4 separate regions of the Gossypium hirsutum genome follow, and all the other regions are linked to region 2. The links are chromatin contacts, called in public Hi-C maps. All regions are on one chromosome and are shown on one strand. Each heading gives the region's core, a stretch centred on a gene start, on an enhancer-like site or on the middle of the called end of the contact. The rest is flanking DNA. Distances are from core to core; before and after follow the strand shown. Region 1 has its middle 27 kb from the start of LOC121216441. Region 2 holds the start of LOC107898212 (2-Cys peroxiredoxin BAS1, chloroplastic). Region 3 holds the start of LOC107899402 (BEL1-like homeodomain protein 1). Region 4 has its middle 3.6 kb from the start of LOC107898424.

The links. Hi-C and Micro-C count contacts between places; a contact is called where the count stands out from the background.
Region 1: a contact with region 2 is called in a Hi-C map of leaf, with 2.0 times the contacts expected there. The contact joins the enhancer-like site here to the promoter of LOC107898212 in region 2. A contact is called at or near these places in 2 of 34 Hi-C or Micro-C datasets (hypocotyl and leaf).
Region 3: a contact with region 2 is called in a Hi-C map of leaf, with 1.6 times the contacts expected there. The contact joins the promoter of LOC107899402 here to the promoter of LOC107898212 in region 2. A contact is called at or near these places in 3 of 34 Hi-C or Micro-C datasets (callus and leaf).
Region 4: a contact with region 2 is called in a Hi-C map of hypocotyl, with 2.2 times the contacts expected there. The contact joins the enhancer-like site here to the promoter of LOC107898212 in region 2. A contact is called at or near these places in 3 of 34 Hi-C or Micro-C datasets (hypocotyl and leaf).

Annotation. Positions count from the first base shown.
Region 1 is chrD04:32,733,587-32,738,447 of Gossypium_hirsutum_v2.1, forward strand. No RefSeq gene overlaps it. Among protein-coding and RNA genes, the nearest start is that of LOC121216441, 27 kb to the right of the region's middle. Within about 2 kb of position 1,860, at least 3 of the 9 cell types and tissues checked have an H3K27ac peak or open chromatin away from gene starts, as enhancers often do. A contact at or near this core is called in hypocotyl and leaf, where this site is marked.
Region 2 is chrD04:33,568,828-33,573,519 of Gossypium_hirsutum_v2.1, forward strand. It overlaps LOC107898212 (2-Cys peroxiredoxin BAS1, chloroplastic), which reads right to left and starts at 3,157. Exons shown (of 7, transcript XM_016823742.2): 1 at 2,691-3,157; 2 at 2,009-2,083; 3 at 1,811-1,892; 4 at 1,638-1,717; 5 at 63-188. The coding sequence starts at 2,894.
Region 3 is chrD04:32,599,940-32,604,473 of Gossypium_hirsutum_v2.1, forward strand. It overlaps LOC107899402 (BEL1-like homeodomain protein 1), which reads right to left and starts at 2,581. Exons shown (of 7, transcript XM_041091301.1): 1 at 2,419-2,581; 2 at 2,083-2,130; 3 at 1,682-1,780; 4 at 755-1,549; 5 at 76-458. The coding sequence starts at 1,495.
Region 4 is chrD04:33,016,716-33,021,247 of Gossypium_hirsutum_v2.1, forward strand. No RefSeq gene overlaps it. Among protein-coding and RNA genes, the nearest start is that of LOC107898424, 3.6 kb to the left of the region's middle. Within about 2 kb of position 1,641, at least 2 of the 9 cell types and tissues checked have an H3K27ac peak or open chromatin away from gene starts, as enhancers often do. A contact at or near this core is called in hypocotyl and leaf, where this site is marked.

The DNA of each region.
Region 1 (4,861 bases), core at 610-3,109, 840 kb before region 2:
CGTTATGCAAACCTTTTACATAATCTTTTTTCATGTTATCTGGAATTGAGAAAAGATAGTTAATTTTACAAATACATAAGAGGTAACGACATCGAAAAGAAAGAGAGAGAGAAACAATAGAAAATAAATACAATATGTAAATAATATATTATATAGATGATTAAATATGCATATAAAAATAAAATAAAATAAAAATTTACTTGCAAAAAATCTATTGAAGTAATAGAGAGAATCAAGTTATAGGAAAGAGAAAGGAGACTAGCTTCTTTTTTTTAATGTTTATTAAGACTAATACCCTAAACCAATATAAAATAGAGTTAAATTTGTCTTAATATATTTTTTAACTTTCCAATATATATAGAGAAATAACTTTCTCGCCTTTTATCATGAGAATAACATTATTACGTTTATGGAAAGAAGCTCCCACAGAAAAGATTCCAAAGAAAGTAAAAATAATTGACAAACTAAACGTTGAAACCATTTTCCAACTGATTAATTTTTTAAAAAAGTGATCACTTTTATCATATTAAATCTTACCTTAGAGAAGGAAACCAAAGTCAATACCTTAATTTCATGGGCACTCATCTCTTACCTTTCTCAACAAACGTGGTCTTAGACAAATAATTCACCCTTTCCAGAAGTTCAAATCTAAATTTTTGTTTCATCTTTTACCACCATTATATTTATTGAGTGTTTAACATTGTTGTCAAAAAGTGCTTTTGTGAAATAAAATATCTATTTTAGACATGTTATTATCAAGCAACAAATATGTATTTAAATAATATTTAAATTAGTTAATATTATTATATTTTAGTAAGAATATACAAAAATTATTATAGCTTGTTGTTAATATTTTAATATATGAAATATAAATTTTAAATATTTTTAAGCAATAAATATTAATTATTTATAAAATTTAATTAGAATATATAAACTATATTTTAAATATTTAAATATAACCATTAAATATTTGTAATTAGTATTTTAAAAAATATTTTTTATTTTTAATTAATGATTTTAACACATTTGTAATTAAGCACCAAGAAAAAAATGAAAGTACTATGTTATTGGAGGGGTGAAAAAGTAATTAAGCACCAAAAATATTTTTAAGAAAGGAAAAACTAAAATTTTTGGCTTCTCCTTTTCAGAAGTGCTTTTGAAAAGTACTTCTAAAAAGCTAAAAATTTCAGCCTAAAGCAGTTTGTTCTGCACAACTTTTTTTTAAAAGTATTTTTGGAGTCAGAAATACTTTTTCTAAATAATGAAAAATTGACCTTTAATCTCTTATATGTTCATGAAAGTAAGTTTATAATAGTAATAGTATATGTTGTTATGAATTTGATAAAATTTTTATGAATTTTTTAATGTAATCTTAATCTTAGTTTAATGACTAATTTTTATATTTTATATTAAATTTAAATAAAAAATTATTAAACATAGATCAAATAAAATGACAAAAATATTTAAAAACAAAACTCAACCTCAAACAAATAAAAGGTTAAAGTAATTTAGTACGTGTCGGGGGAGAGACAGTTAAAAGTGAGGACGAGGAGAGCCGGCGGCAGGGCGTCCATCCGACGTACGTGCAATTCCCTGTACCGTAAAAGCAATTTACTTTGGGATTATTATTATTATTATTTATAAATTATTTACTTGAGAAATAAATAAATAAAGAATAGTTAATGACTGTACACATGTCAAAATATAATAGACTTCTAAAAATATTTGCAAATTGTTTTTTGTTTCTAGCGTTAAAGAGGATTCGCCTCGACCCTTGTGGGCCCCACCACCTAATCCTCTCTTTCTCTCTACAATAATAATAAAGCATAAGAGGGGGCGTGTAATTGGAGATATAAAGGGGTCCCAGCTGTTGGAGAAAGTCAAGAAAGCAGCCAATGAGAGGAAGGGGAGAGCTAAGACTGTGTCTGCCTTTTTCTTAAATTTAATTAATGAATGCTTGGAGAGTTTGAGTTGATTGAAAAAGCCTTCCCCCCATGTGTCTATTTTTATTTAAACTTCAACTGCCTACTTGTCTGTTTTTTTATTACAGACGTGTCTTTTCTTGCTTCATCTGGCCAAATTGCCCCCCTTCCTCTGCTTACCTCGCTCTCAACTCAATCCCCTTCCCTTAAAATGACTCTTTTACACTACCCGGTTCCCACATTTAATTATAACTTCTTTTATGAATTTATTGGTGATGGTTAAACACATATACCAAAACCAATTCAACGAGTTTTAATTCGGTGGGTGAGTATATGAGCTTAATATGTTGAAGTGTATTTATTATTTTATTTAAAAAATTTTAGAAGTGTTATAGATGATATTAAATATTATATAAAAAATTAATAAATAAAATACATAATATTAAATTTAGCTATTAACATTTATATCTTTTTTTTAATTTAGCTAAATTTAACTTTTAATATTTTAAAAAGAATTAAAGTTAACCATTAGTCTTTTGAAAAATAGTCAAATTTATTTCTAATAAAAATGCCGGCTAAAATATTAAATTTCAAACATAGCAACTCATGTTTATTTTATGTATTTTTTTAAATTTTATGAACTTTTTATATATTTTTTTAAAATTTGATTTTTAATATCTTTTTACAATTTTTAAATTATTTGTAACTATGAAGTGCAAGCGAATTGTCACGTCGGTTGTCACACCAATATTTTTAAAAACTAATGTTTTAATCAACATTTTTAAAAAAAAAAACTATTTAATTGTTTTGAAAGGTTAGTGTTTAAATTGAGCTAAAAATAGAATAATAACTAAATTGATAGAACATGTAAACATTGAAGGATAAATATATCATTATACCTAAAAAAATATTGATAGATTTTTCAGTGCACAATCATAAATTTAGCCAATTATTTTTTTTACCAAGGTAAACACATTTTCTTAATTGTTTCATCATTCTTCTTAATTTTATATGCTTGATTCCTATGTTTTTGCAATTTACATTCATTTTCTATTAAAGAGGACTTTTGGATTTTGATGATTCTTGAAAGATTTTTAGAAGAAATTCAATGTTTTCAAGTCCTTAAAATGTCATTAAACTTTTAAGAAGTGGATTTTTGCATTATTTGAACAATTTCTCTATTTTTCTCTCTATTCATGTTATTTTTTGTTCTAGTGTTAAAGAGTTTCGATTTTGAGTTTTCTTGATGAGTTTAAGTGTAATGACCCGAATTCCAGTAGTATCAAAAAATATAGTTTGGAATCCCATTTTCATAAGCCAAGTCCGTAAATATAAATAGGAATATTTACGGAGTTAATATAAAAATATATTGAAATTCTATTAAGCAATTTAGCCGAAAAATTAGTTAATTAAAGCTCATGGACTAAATTGTAAAAGTCCAATCGTCATTGAGTTTTAATTGAAAAAAGGCTTGGGGACTTAGATAGCAATTGACCAAAGGACTAAAATGGTTAATAAATCAATTTTAGTTAGTGGATAGTGGATGATGACGATTTTTTTCCATTAAACTTAATTAATAACTAACTAATGTATATTAATTCATTAATTAAACTAATTAATTAAGATTAAACTAAACTTAATCTAAGTATAAAAACTAAATAAGAGGATGAAACCACCATTGTCTTCATTCTTCTCACCATCCACCATTGTTAGAAACAAAGAAAGCTTCCTACTTCTCTTAAGCATTCAACAAAAAATCTAACAAGGTAACCAAACCTTTTTCTTGTAAATTTTTATAGATTTATTATCATGGGAGCTTGATTTAGTTAAACCATGCATCAGTTTGTTCAATGGATGAATTTGTAACAAGTTTTCATTATTGAGAAATTGATGAATTAGACTTGAAATTAATAGAAACTAAGCTTAGATTATGTTAAGAACTAAATTGTAAAGCTTAATAAGCTGATAGTTAACTTTGTAACATTAGGGACCAAATTGAATAAATTGAAAACCTATTATGAAATTATGCTAGTAATAGAAAGTATAGGTCCCTAATAAAACAATGTGAAATTAGATTTTGATCCGATGCTAAATATCGAAAGATATGCATATCCCAAGTATAGGGACTAAATTGAATAAAATGCAAAATATGTTTAGGTTTGTATTTGAATATGAATTGGATGAAAATTGATATAATTTAATTTTTGTATTATCGTACGTAGTTAAAGATGACGTCAACCCATTAAGAGAGAAAGGAAAAGTGAGAGTCATCGACGAGTGACGCAAGGATTCGATTTGTACTTTTATTATTCAAGATCAATATATTTGTTTACATATTCATGTTATTTGCATGCTTAAGTATCAAGGTGAGAATATAATTTTCATATAAATTGATTCGTTGTGATTGACATTGAATATCGAGATATTAGACTAGAACGACGAAAATATGCAAGTGTACACTGTTGCAACAAGTAATAAAGTGACAAATAAATGTCGAGTTATCGTACCCACATATACTATGAAAGAAAAATATTTATGAAATGTAAGGTTAAAAACTTTGGTGATGAAAGCAATTGTTGATTTGAAAAGGGGTTATGAAAACTAAAAAATAACTAAATAACTTAACTAAGAAAATAAAAAGTAAAAATGTTCCAATGTGTGATTTCTAAAATATGAGTTTTAATCAATATGAAATAAATGTGTTAGATCAATTTCATTCTTTAACTTAGAATTACTAAAACTATTGTAACAACTCGTTTTCAGTGAAATCAGAATAGTGGTTTTGGGACCACAAATATGAAGTCAGAAAATATATTTTATTATTATTTTATGGTCTATAGCATGATAGTATTACCGTATAAAAATTTTGTTAAGAAATTTTACCGTTTACATGCTTAATTTGATAAAAAAGACTAAATCGCGTAAAGTGAAAAAGTTGA
Region 2 (4,692 bases), core at 1,907-4,406:
TAACGAATAAATGATGCTTTGCTCATTCAGCATTAGATGCTAGCAACACGAGGTTAACAAACCTGATCAGGAATCAACACTCCATAGGCTTTGGCAATTGTCTTTGTGACATCAGATATGAGAGGATACTTCAAATCACCAAGACCACCTGACTTTCTATCTGTTTGAACCCAGGCAAGGTGAGAGAACTGCATCACAACAAGGTGAGATTTAAGTTTCGTTTCCCTTGAATACAAAAAACATAATATTAATTTGAATGCAACAAAGTAAACATTATCAGCTAATTACAAATACAGTTGCTACTAGAAATGTATTAATGCTTTGTTATACTGCACATTAACTATAACCAAAGCTATGATAAACATAAATATTATCTAGATTCCAAGATAAAAATAAAGATGCAAAGCATCAACTGCAAACATGCAAAACCAACTAAAAATAATAGATAAGAAGGGAAGCAGCACTAATGGTAAAATTACACAACTTTAAGATAGTTTTAAGTAACAGATACTAAATTGTTGCAGATCACTAATATGTTGTTGATTGCAGAATTTTTTTCGCAACTAGAACACAAACATTTTCCATTGATTTTCATTTCCTATTAACCACCTCTCTTTGTCCGGTCTAAAATGCTTGCTACCATGATGTAGCATTTCACCAAGGTAAAAAGCCAAAAGCTTAGCATTTCATCAAGGCTGCACAAATCTTCGAGACTTGCAGACAAAAAATATAGTGTATAAAACATAAGAATATAGATAAAACAATTACTTCACGAAATTTAGAGTGCAGTATGGTAGCAACAAATCTTAACGAGGAAAATGGTATTCAGAACACCACTGCTTGGCCAGATAGAAACATTGATCTCTATAAATTTATACAACTTTCCAGAAGAGTTTGAGTCAAAAGTAAGAGTCTTTGTAAAGGGTGACCGAATATACTTGTTTATTCAAGCCCCAAAAATTCATCCTCAGCTAAATTCTCCACACCCTAATTCTTTCTTTTATTTCTGATTTCGTTTACTTCTTTTATAATTTAACTCTAGTTCGGATTCTTATTGATTTCAGGTTTTTCAATTTGGCATCTAGGATTTGCATTCAATACCGAATTATATATGTACTCCATTCCAAATCCGGATTCTTCTTCCTTGATCCTTCTTTTTTATTTTTTTTAGTTCTTTTTTCTTTTCACTCTTAATTAGAAATTTGACTTACTTTTCCTTGTTAATTCCAGATCTGAACCGAAGCATCAATTTCAAACCAAATCAAGACTAAACCCTAAAACTAGAATTTAAATCTTGAGATTCCATATCATCTTTGATAGGACAATGGCAACTTGATGTCTTTATTTTGGATGTGTCTTTTTGCCTTGAATAAATTTATGCTGCATTTGGTGGTTGAGTTATCTTTTACCTTGTGTTTGACTAATTTTTAGGATACATGGTCATAGAGATTTGCAATTTTGCATTGCTTATATCATCACTGTAGTGGGTCTAAGACAAAATGAACCTGCAAACTACGTAAGGCTACAATGAAGACGTAAGCATACCTTTAAGAATCTTCTGCGACTGAAGGAAACTACTAAACTTTAATATAGGCAGAGAGGTATAAACATTTTTTGCTATAAACCAAGGAACTTACCACACTGTCAATAGAAACACCTAATATTTCGGTGTTTAGCTTCTCAAATTCTTCATAGCGGTCACTGAAAGCAGTAATCTCTGCAAGCAGGAAGCATTTTAGGAGGTGAAAGTAAGAATGAGACTCTAATATCATAGAAAACTATTAGGCTAGTTGTTCAGAGTGAAAGACACCTGTGGGGCAAACAAATGTGAAGTCCAACGGGTAAAAGAAGAGAATCACATATTTCTTCCCAATGTATTCAGAGAGCTTGACCTGAAAGAATAATGCATAGTTCAGAATAGAATTGGAAAAAACATATGTAATCATAACAAAAGAGGGAAAATTTTATTTAAGTGCCTATACTTGAGAACAATATCCACATAAGATACCTTAATGAACTCCTGGTCAAAGACGGCCTCAGCCTCAAAATCAGGGGCAGGATTTCCCACCAGTGGAAGCTCACTCTGAAAGAGATGATCGAAATATGAAACCGAATCATACATGAGAAATTATGTGGATAAAGAAATAGTTCACCATCAAAACATTCAGAATTCGTTTAGAATAAACATATCTCAAAACTAATTCTGAATTTCACTTAACATAATTTGCTCCTCTTTCTTCTTTTTCCTTTCTCCAAAAAGCTAAAATGTTTATTGAAAACAAACTAATTCATTTTAAACTAAATGATATAGATATCCATTTTCATTTGGAGCCCCCAACAAAACTCACCAAATGGAGTTAGCTTTGGCTTCCTATTTTGCCTTTACAATGGAGTCATAGACCCACATTTGCCGCGCTATTCCTTGGCAACACTAATTTTTTCCATCTTTGCATTAAAATCGAAACCAGATCCAAATTCCACACTCTGAATACATTCTAATAAAATCCTTTGCAAAAATAACTAAAGCCCAGAGACATCCTAATACATTATGTTTACAATTGTTGATATTAATAAAAGAAAGTAATTAAAACAAAGTAAACGTCACATTCCCTTTCCAGTCTAAATTCAACCATTTAAAAATTAGTAGAAACATGAAAAGAAAAAGCGAAATGGAGAAGAGAAAAACATACGGTGGCTTTGACGACGAAAGACTTGCGAGAAGGGGAGGCGCGGGAGAGGGAAAAGGAGGCGGGACGAGAAAGGAGAGGGGCAGGGAGACCAGTGAAGGGATTGGGGAGAGAAAGGGATTGGGAGAAGGGCTTGGAATTGGAGGAGAAAGCCCTTGGCTTAGAGGAGATGAGAGCCGCGGCCGATGAAGTAGCTGAGCAAGCCATCTCTCTCACTCGCTCACAGTTTGCAGTGAAAGAGAATATGGGCGAAGGATAAATGAAATAGCAGAGGGGAGTGGATAAGAAGATAAATAAGTGGACAGTTTGGGTTTGATCAGTGATGGGGGGGGGGGGGGGTTTATATTTGTTGCCTTACCCACTCACTCCTCACTCCACACATTTTGGTCTGTGAACTCAGGCCGAGCTTACACAACCTCATTTTGCCTTCGTTTTCTTTTACATTTGGGCTCTTAGCCCAATTTACCAACTTCTTCCTCAAACACACACAGGAAATATATAAAATCAACTTTGCATAATAATTAAACATGTTTAGTAGTGCTTAAAAAAACACTTTTAACTTACAAAGTGTTTTTGGAAGAAAAATTGTTGCTGAAATTTGTAGCTTTTTAAAATTACTTTTGAAAATAAGAAGTTAAAATTTTTAGTTTTTCATCTTCCGAAAGCACTTTTGGTGCTTACTTTTTCACCCTTTCAACAACATAGTATTTTCTCTTTCTTTTTTTCTTGGTACTTAATTATAAATGTGTTAAAATAATTAATTAAAAATAAAAAAATATTTTTTAAAATGATACAAATGTGTTAATATCTCATTACAAATATTTAATAGTTATATTTAAATATTTAAAATATAGTTTATATATTCGAATTAAATTGTATAAATAATTAATATTTATTGCTCAAAAATATTTAAAATTTATATTTCATATATTAAAATATTATAATAATTTTTTATATTATTACTAAAATATAATAATATTAACTAATTTGAACATTATTTAAATGCATATTTGATACTTGATAATATCATATTTAAAATGGATATTTTATTTCCCAAAAGTACTTTTTAGAGCAATGCTAAACACTCAAATCTTAAACCAAACTTTTAAAAAGTAAATCTCAAAAACATTTTTCCACTACACTTTTTTAAAAATACTTTTCAAAAGCATGGCTAAACTAACCCTAATTCTTCAATATTATTAGGACTTTGTGGCGTATCATTTGAAAAAGCTTACGTGGCCTATCATTATTCCATCCTCGTGATCAACTTGGGCATATCCAAAACATTATATGGGATTCTATTGCTTGGATTAAAATGCTATATTCTTCTAAGTAAGTCTAGTATCTTGGACTGATATAAAGACACGATGTAACTGGTGTTCTAATAATTGTTGAGTCCTGTAAAAGAATCTGTCAAGAATAACATCCGTTGAATATCATTCTGAGGAGTACATTCAACTACCTTCTGCAAAGAAAGTGTGTAATGAGATTTGAATTATAGGGTGAAGCATGTGATCCATCAATTGGGCGAAATGTGTAAAAGGTGGTTAATTGTAGAGGTTGGCACATAGCTATCCACCAACTAAGAACTAGAAAAGTATTCGCCAAAGTCTAAGAAAGAACCCAAACCCTTGAGTTGAAATATTCTACGACCTCGTAAAAAGGTAATAATGAGTAAGACTCACTAAGTTCCTTTGAACTTATATGTGTCTTTTGGTAAGCAAGTTTGAGAATTAAACTAGTGCGCTAGGAAGGACCAAGCCAGGGATGCGCCATGGTGGTAGAGAGACATTCATAGAATATGTTTTTCAAATGACAAGTACGTAGTAATATACGCTATGAATATGTCTATCAAACACTTTGTTTTAAGGTTTTATTTTAACTTTGAAGTTTGTAACAAACTATAAATATATTACTCAAACCAATTGACTTAGAAAAAATTTTAAAAAGATAACTAGTACTTTCAATATAGCTTTCGTAGATTGTAAAATTTTGCTAAGTATGT
Region 3 (4,534 bases), core at 1,331-3,830, 970 kb before region 2:
GGGATTAAGAAATTCGGATTGAAACTTTAAGGATGTTTCAAATGCAGTATTGAGAAAATTTCAGAGATTACATACGGGTGAAGGAAGTGTTCGAAGAGCCAAGCTCGAAGAACAGAAACTGATCTTTCAGGCAATCCTCTCTGGGGTCTCCAAGCATTGTGCTGGATCATTCCCAACTGCTGAAGTGCTCTTTGCTGTCGAAGATGATGATCCACGAACTTAAGTCTGGATCCCTCGATTTTGGCTGCTTCGCCTACACCATCTTCTTCTTCCCCTAAACTCTTGTTGGCTGCTCGGATTTGGTCAGTTATTGCATCTTTCAAACACCGAAATTGCTTTGAAATGGTCTTTAATGCAAGAGCTGTGTATGTTTTTGCTGACCCAATTCCAGCTGCTTGCTCAAATGAGGATGTTACAATCTGCATCTGGTGATGGTATTGCCTATACCTTTGTTCCACCTGCCAAATAAAAAATAAAAAAGACAACCATTTGATATCAATATGTTGTGCCTAAACAATAAGCTTACGTTGGATGTCTAGAAGAAGTTTGGAATTCAAGAACCTGACTGACGTACTCCAATTGGTAAATTTCATGGATTTGAGGTCTAATAACAAACTAGAGCTTTCAATTAATTAAACAAAGAATCTTCAAGGATTGAAATCTAAAGAAAGACCTTAAAATAGTAGAGTTACAACTTATGAACTTGCTTCTATCCCAGTTTTTTCCATATATATATATGATCTAATTTCCATACCTCATCAAGCATGTTAATTAGCTTAGCTTTCTTCATCTGAATTTCCTGTTTCTCAGCCGTGGTCAGCTCTGCGACGTGTTTCTCACCTGCCTCCCCACCACCAGAGCCATCCCCGGCCACCACCGACGACTCTCCCATAGCCTTACTACTGCTATTGCTATGATTATTTCCACCACCACCCTTCTTAGCCAATAATTCACTCTTTGTAATCCCAGTAGTGTTAACATTAACAACCTCATCAAGAAGCTCTTGAGCAGCCTTCAAGTATTTAGAGCTCAAAAACACACTTTGCACACCCGACACCCTATCGTGCACGCCTGAACCCGAAGAAGCCGACCCGCCTGAAACTGCTTGAGCCTGGGATCCATAACCCGGCTGCTGCTGGGAAGAAAGGGTCAAAGAGAGTCCTTGTTGAGCGCGAGGAGTTTCACGCGCCGATCCGGAAGGGTCAATAGGGTTGTACATGTTGTAATGGACGCGCTGGACGAGGCCATGCAAGGGGGAGATATCGTGTGAGGTAGGGCCTTGATTGGCAGCTGAGGTAGCGGGGAGGGGGATGCCGACGAGTTGCTGAGTTTGGGGCGGAGAGAGGGAGTTAGGGTTGAAGAAAAGGAGGTTGCTGGCCGGGGGTGGTGGAGGGGTATCGGAATACTGAACATAGGCAGGGTTCATAAGTACAAGGGTTTGAAGGCCGTCAGTACTTGCTTGGATTTCAGGGTTCCCATGAAAGTACGTCGCCATCGTATGTTGTTTTCTTTGCTTAATTCTAATATTGTTTTCTACTTTTTCTCTTCACTGAAAAGATCAAAGAAACACCAAATTTATTATTATTATTATTATTATTATTATACTACTTTCATAATCACAAGCACTAGAAAAAGAAAAAAAATTCATCCATAACATCAATAAAGTCTAAACATGTTTTACCTTATTCTCCAGAATAAATCCCCAGACTTTAAATCAACCCATTCCAGAACTTTCTGGGAAAAATGGGGTATTGATGATCTTGGGATGATCAAGTGGATCCTGAGAATTCAGTGGAAAGGAAAGGAGTGATAATCCTCCACAATTAATATATGTATATAAGTAAATATGATTGGCTGGCTCGTCAAGGTTTGGGAACAAGTCTAGAGCTTGAAGACATGGGAATAATAGGAGGAGAAGATGAAGAAAAGGATGAGGGTGAGGGAAGGAAAAAAAGGGAGTATAGGGGAGAAAGTTTTAGTGTTTATATAAAGATAAGAGAGAGAAGGCTGAAATACAGAGATTGAAACAGAGAGAGAGAGAGGGAGAGAATTGATTATAGTAACAGTTAATAAGATTTGTACCTGGTGTGATGGTAATTTGAGTATACACGTGCTTCATCATCATCTTCACTGCAAAATAGAACTTTAAAAAATAATTAAAATTTTGACAAGTAAAAGCTAATATAGTTATAGCTAAAATACCATATAATTTAAATAAACAGAAAGAGATATGATGTATCTATCTGTGGAATTTATGATTTTTTTTTAATGATCTATCAGTAAGTTAGTCCTTTATTGTCAGACTCAATATCTCTGCAACTCCCCCCCCCAATTGAAACCGGAAAAAGTAAAAGTATCAGAGAGATTAATGGGTGACCTTCAATTACTCTTTAATGGGTTTTTAATTAGGTGAAGTACCTGCAAATACAACAAAACAAAGGGAACTTGTGTGATTTGACCCTCCCTTTTCATAAACTATACAAACCAACCACTCTTTTCTTTTTTCTTCTTCTGTGAAAGAAAAAAAAGGAGTGGAGATATGATATGTGTATATATCAAGCTGTTTTCATAAATAATAATTGACACAAGATTTGAAAAAATGTCTCCTTTCACACTGTAAGCTTAATTAAAATAAAAATAAAAAAGAAAATTATGGTAATCATAATAATAATACAAGAAAAAAGAAGAGAAGATGATGAGAGAGGGTAGAAGAGGGTCCTACTCCTCAATTCATACATTAAATATCTCTTTGTCTTTTTTCGTTTTTCACTTTATTTTTTTTTCTCTCTTTTTACATAATTTTGGGGCTAATATTTTTGTGGTTGGATGCCAGTGTTTGAAGATAAAGCAATTAAATTGCCAAGGAACACAGAACCAACCGCCATAACACCTACTTTAATGCTTCAAAAAATGAAATAAATACTAGTAGAGTACATGTATACACTTCATAATTTAATTTCTATTTTTTTCACAAATTTAATTTAATTTCTATCTTTTTTACAAATTTAAAGAATACCCATTGTTTATCTGCATGAGAATTTTGAATTTAATACATATATATATATGAAACCTACCAAAAAGTAAACTGTTTTGATCTGTGAAACAAAACAAAAAACAGTGGGGTCCTAATCAAATGCATGAATGTGTGAATTTGAATCAAGTGCTCCCTAACTGTGTAGGGCCAAATTGAGTTTCTCTCATACCATCCCTAACCCTTCACCAAAACTGTACTACAAAATTACATAAAACAAGAAATCTACTACTAAATTTACACTTTCTGACTTCAAACTTCTTTATTTCTCTCCCAAAATTTGAAATTTTTTAATATATTCCTAAAAACCAAATAAACTTAAAAAAAAATCAAGGTGACTGACAGACAGTAATTGGTATATATAATTAAAAGGAAAAGAATAGTTTGACCAGAGAAAAATGGTGAAGTGCAACAAGACATTGGATACTCATACATAAATTTAGCTTTTTAACATTTATTTTTTATGGGTTATTTTGATCTTTTATTTTTGAAATTTAGTTAAATTATTCGTTTTTTATTAAAAAAATTACTGAATTATTAAAATATTAATGGTATTGATGTGACAATTTATTTAAAATTTTATCTATAAAATGGATAAAATTTTAAAAAATTTACAAACTTTTTTAAATTTTGTTAATTTTTAAATATTTTTATTTTTTAAAATTTTTATGATTTATAAGATGGATTGACATATTAGTGGTCATATTAATACCATTAAAATTTTAACAGTTCAGTAATTTTTTTTTGTCCAAAAATAAATAAGTTAACTAAATTTTAAAAATTGAAGGTTAAAATGATAAAAGAAAAAAAAAGAATAATAGTTCGTATTTAAACTTTTATATTAATTATATAATATTGAATTAATTAACTCTTTGAACAAGAGAAGAGACATTGCAATCACCATCACGGTAACACATTCTCTGATCAAATTAAAGTCATCTTAATTATTAATAATAAGCTAGAGTTCCTAGGATTCTCGCCCCCAATGAAAAGCTTTTCACTTTTAATTGTCAGCTCAGGTAGTGAAAGATCATTAACTTTAACATTCACTGCCATAAAAAGTAAGCTCATCAATTGAAAACTCACCTGAAAGAGAACCCATATCTCTCATGTCGTCAGTCAACTATAAAACTACTTACCCTCAATTTTCTCATTGGCTTAAAAGAGTTGCAACTTTCTATACTTTGTTTTTTCAAAAAAAGAAAATACAGTATAAAATTCATGTTTTTTTTTTACTGCCCGCTGTACTTAAACGAGAAATTCATGCAGTACAATTTTGAGAAGTCTCCTTTCATCCAATTCTGGGCGTAAGTGTACAATCACGTTCTTGCCTTTAGAACAACGTCAAATTTAGTGCATGTGAAATTAAATACTGGTTCAGAGTTGGAATTCAGGAGTTGTATTATCAATTCTTTCACCATTCCATTGTGGTTCATTTTGACCTAATTAAATTACTTTTATCATTGAAAGTTTATGCATTCTGCCGCTTTTTTTTTTCTTCTA
Region 4 (4,532 bases), core at 391-2,890, 550 kb before region 2:
TGTTTTCAACATTTATTGTAAATTTATGCCACTTACCTTAATTATAAATGTTGAACTAAACAATATAAACATCCAAGTTCAAAAAAAAAAAAATGGTACACAGCAAATTATTCACCAAATTTCAAAACCTCAAATCCAATTTCTGTTTATTACCAGTACCATGGATCTCCGTATTATAAGACATCCAATAAGGGGATGTCTATTGTTTCATATCTTGTCATAAGTTTTATTTTTATTTTTTAAAAATAAAGACTTAATTGTTAATGTCCTTTTATTTTCATATGTATCACTGGCAAAATATCTCTTTAAAAATACACCCCACTTCATTTTTTAAAATATAATTATTTCAGGATTGATATTGAGATTGCCCTCCCCAGTCCCCACCATCCTCAACCAAAACATGTTGAATTGGATATATTCGTACAGGACACCCACCAAGTTTATTTTTAAAAAGTTTTAATTTAGACGATTGGCTATGTCTTTTAGATAATTTTATTTTGATTGATTATTGTATTTTAATTATTTATTTGCGATTGTTTTGAAGGAAAAAAAAATTAAAAGGGCTTCCATCGTGAAATGAATGTGGCAGCCAAAAAAACAAAAGGATATAATTTTGTTTAAGGCCCCTCAATTTTTTAATTGTTTTCTAATTTAATACCTAATTTTAGGTTTCAATTTAATTGCTTTAATCCCTCAAGCATGTTTTAATTTGTGCAATTATATCCTTACATTTGTTCAATTGAGCCCCTAGGTGCATTAATGGTTTTATACAATTTGGGAAGTTGTAAACTTGTTACATATTACATTTTATTAATGCAAAATTGTTAAAATAAGACCCGTACAATTTTATTTCCATATTATCGAAATTGAACAAGAATGTTACATACTACATTTTACTAGTGTAATATATATTTTTCATGGTTTGACTAATATTAATTTTTTTTCCTTTGCAAAATTTTGCACTCTTTTTTGTTTTTATAAATCTGTAGGTTTGCATCTAATTCTTCTTTTAACTTTTCTAACTAATATATTAAAAATAATATATTAGGTAAATATATTTTTTATTATTGGTTTATCTCAAATGATTATTAATTCATTATTTTTAGATTTAATAAATAATATCCATAATGTTAATGGACTACTTCTCAAAATGTAATTTTATATTTTTATAAAACGCAACAACTTAAACTTGAAAAATTATATTTACTTTATATCTAATTTCTTTTAGATCTAATTGGTACCGAATATTGAAAATTGTAAATCAAATTTATATCTATTTTAAGTACTTGACTAGCTCTATTAACTTTTACAATTTCAACCTATATCATACCACTTGTCTTTTGGTAGCCAAAAATTGTTTTCTTGAACCAAGGAAGGTACGAAATGGTGTAAAATTTCTTTAACCAAATGAGATTTAACTACTAAACAAACAAATAATAGAGAAATGGAATAAAAATAAAGGAAACCACTGATGAGGAAAATGGGCTTAAATTTTGAAAAGAGAGGCAATAGAGAGCAACTTGGAGAGGTAGGGTTTTAAAAGAGGGTTAAGGGAAATGTAGATACACGTTGGAAGAGAACTCAAAAGGGATCCCCAAAAGAAAATGCCCATTTTGGTGACTTTTTGATGCTGAAAGAATGGCCTTCAAACATGATAGGCTTCGGATGGGCCACTTGCATTCTACCATTTAAGCATGATAGCCACTACCACCGTCAAACTGGCCCAAGAAAAAACCGACGATGATGACTTTTGGCGCCGGCAACAAAATATGGGATTGGAGAAAATAAAATCAAGAAGAAAGATTTTATTAATTAAAAATAAATTCTTTATTTAATTAAAAAAGGTTTAAGGTATAAAAAGCTCTCAATTTTTTCAGAAAAAGCAATTAAGCCCTTATTTTCTTGTTCACTCAATTAGGTACTTAAACTTTTAAAATGCATAAAAAATACCCTCAAACTTTAAAAAAAAAGCAATTAAGCCCCTATTTTTTTTTTGCACTCAATTGAGTATTTGAACTGTCAAAATGCATCAAAAAGTTCCTTTGACCGTTAACTTTACAGTTGATTGTTAAAGTTAACCACCCCTAATTTTTTTTTAGTTAAAGCCACTACGTGTCACAACTACAGCGTGACATGTGACAAAAAATTATAAATCAATAAAAGTTATAAAAATTATTAAATTTTAATAGAAAATATAAAAATATTAAAAATTAGAAAAAATAAGAAAAATATTATAAAATATTATAAAGTCGTAATAAAATTATAAAAATATAAAGAAATATAAAATTCGTAAAAAAAATTATAAAAATTATTGTACCAGAAGAAACATTTTATAATTTTCTATAACTTTTATTGATTTTTACTTTTATTATTTTTTGTCACATGTCACGTTGTGTTGCGACAAGTGATGGCTTTAACTAAAAAAAAATTGGGAGTCATTAACTTTAATGGTCAACGTTGAAAGTTAATGGTTAAAGGTAATTTTTTATGCATTTTATAATTTTTTATGATTTTTATGAAAATTTATAATTTTTATAATTTTTTTATGATTTCTATATTTTACAAAGTTAATGGTAAATTTTACCACTAAGTTGTAACACCCTTTACCTAACCAAACTGTCAAGTCTAGGTATCGGATGCTGCATTAACTAGATTTACCTAATAATTTTTTCTAATTCTAATTTAGGTACATACTTTAATGACTTAAATTTGAAAATCTAACTGAAATTTCAACTCTTATTAACTGGCAATGAATCTCTAAGACTTTAAGTCTAACGGATGTTTACAAACTTGGATAGTGGTTCAATAACATATATAGGCAACTTAAACCCTGAAGCAAGGCCTCTACGGGTGCCCCTCTATACATATGCACAGCGGCTACTCTTTGCTTAGCTCCTAGTAAAGTTTGTGTAACGACCTGATACTCAGGGTGTTGGATCGCCGGCACCCCTACGGCGCAGCGGAAAAATTTAATAATCGGCGACCCTAACCACGGATCCATGTGTGAGGGACGAATCGGGGTGAAAAGGGTTACGAAATTACCTAATGTTTGTTCTGAGTAGACAACAACTTCTCAACAATGTGTAGTCTGATCTACAATCGAACCAAGCCGCAATCTATTGAGACTCCGACCTCTACGTAATCCACCCAGTTGACTACGAATGGAAGAAATCCCCAAAACAGTTTTGAAAGTAATTTTTCTTTGACGGCTACTAGACCAAAAACAAAGAAAAACGGGATTCTTATATCCTATTATTTTAGGGTTTTTAGGAATTAAATAAATATAATAATATTTTAAACCGAAAATTATAATTACATTAATTATAATATAATTTCGGTAAACCATATATTTATTTGAATTCATATGCTAACCAAATTCATGTCCTCATTAAGCGTACAACAAACTTGAACATAATGTGTTGGAAATTTGATTATCGAATTAAATTAATTCTATAATTAATTTAATTCAAGCGAAACCCAAAAATAATACCAACTATGGTTTATTCCGTTCATTTCAACTATAGGATGTGACCCTGTAGGTTCCTGTAACGTTAGCAGTAATACTAGAACGATTCCAATGTTACAAACAATGAGTGGCATCTAGCAATGCATCATTGCTACCTAAGTCACAAGAGATCATGATTCGACATAACCTTTTTTTTTATGATTAACCTTTTATGCAATAATCCTTAAGTCTTTTATCTCTGGATTGGACACAAGTCATGGAATAGTCACACTTGTATAGTCCATTACATGTTCCTTGATACCTTAAGCAGACTACAATATACAAATAAGTATGACATCTCATATCAACTTATTTGAGCATGGCCATACATTTCTAGTCTCACTTAATCAAGTGGCCCAACATATTACTCCCATTATGTAGGAGGGACTTATTCTATATCGACCAACCATATCCCTCTACATCGATTGTGGTATATCCAACATCAGCCTTTATAGAACAACCAGTTACGGTGTACGTTTGACTGGATCAAAATATACTACTCACGATGTTGGGATTATGATGATCTCAAGTCTGAGGATCATATACATATTAATCACTATGAGTAATGTCGTGACAATTACATAATAATCCAAGAAACATACTCATAATGGGTCAATCTAATATGTTGTTCTCTAACACACATATTCATGCATCAATTCTGACATTCCATATCAATGATAACTCTTTATCATCAATCAACTACATGTTAGTCTTAATGCATTATCTTTTTCCTATCTAACAATAATAGTTGTGACAGCCCAAAATTGACCCTAGTCGGGAAGTGGTTTCGGGACCACTAAACCGAGTCGTAAAAATTATTAACCGTCATAATTGATGCTCATTATATGTACATGTGCATGTGTGAAAATTTCGTGTTTGAATTTTGTTAATTGTAAGTGAATTTCATCGAATAGGACTTATGTGAGAAAATTTTAAAATGTGATAGGTCAATGCGTAAGGACCTATTAGAGCATGTGGAAAAAGGGGGGACTTGCATGTCAAATTCCCCCCTACTAGTAGTGGCCGG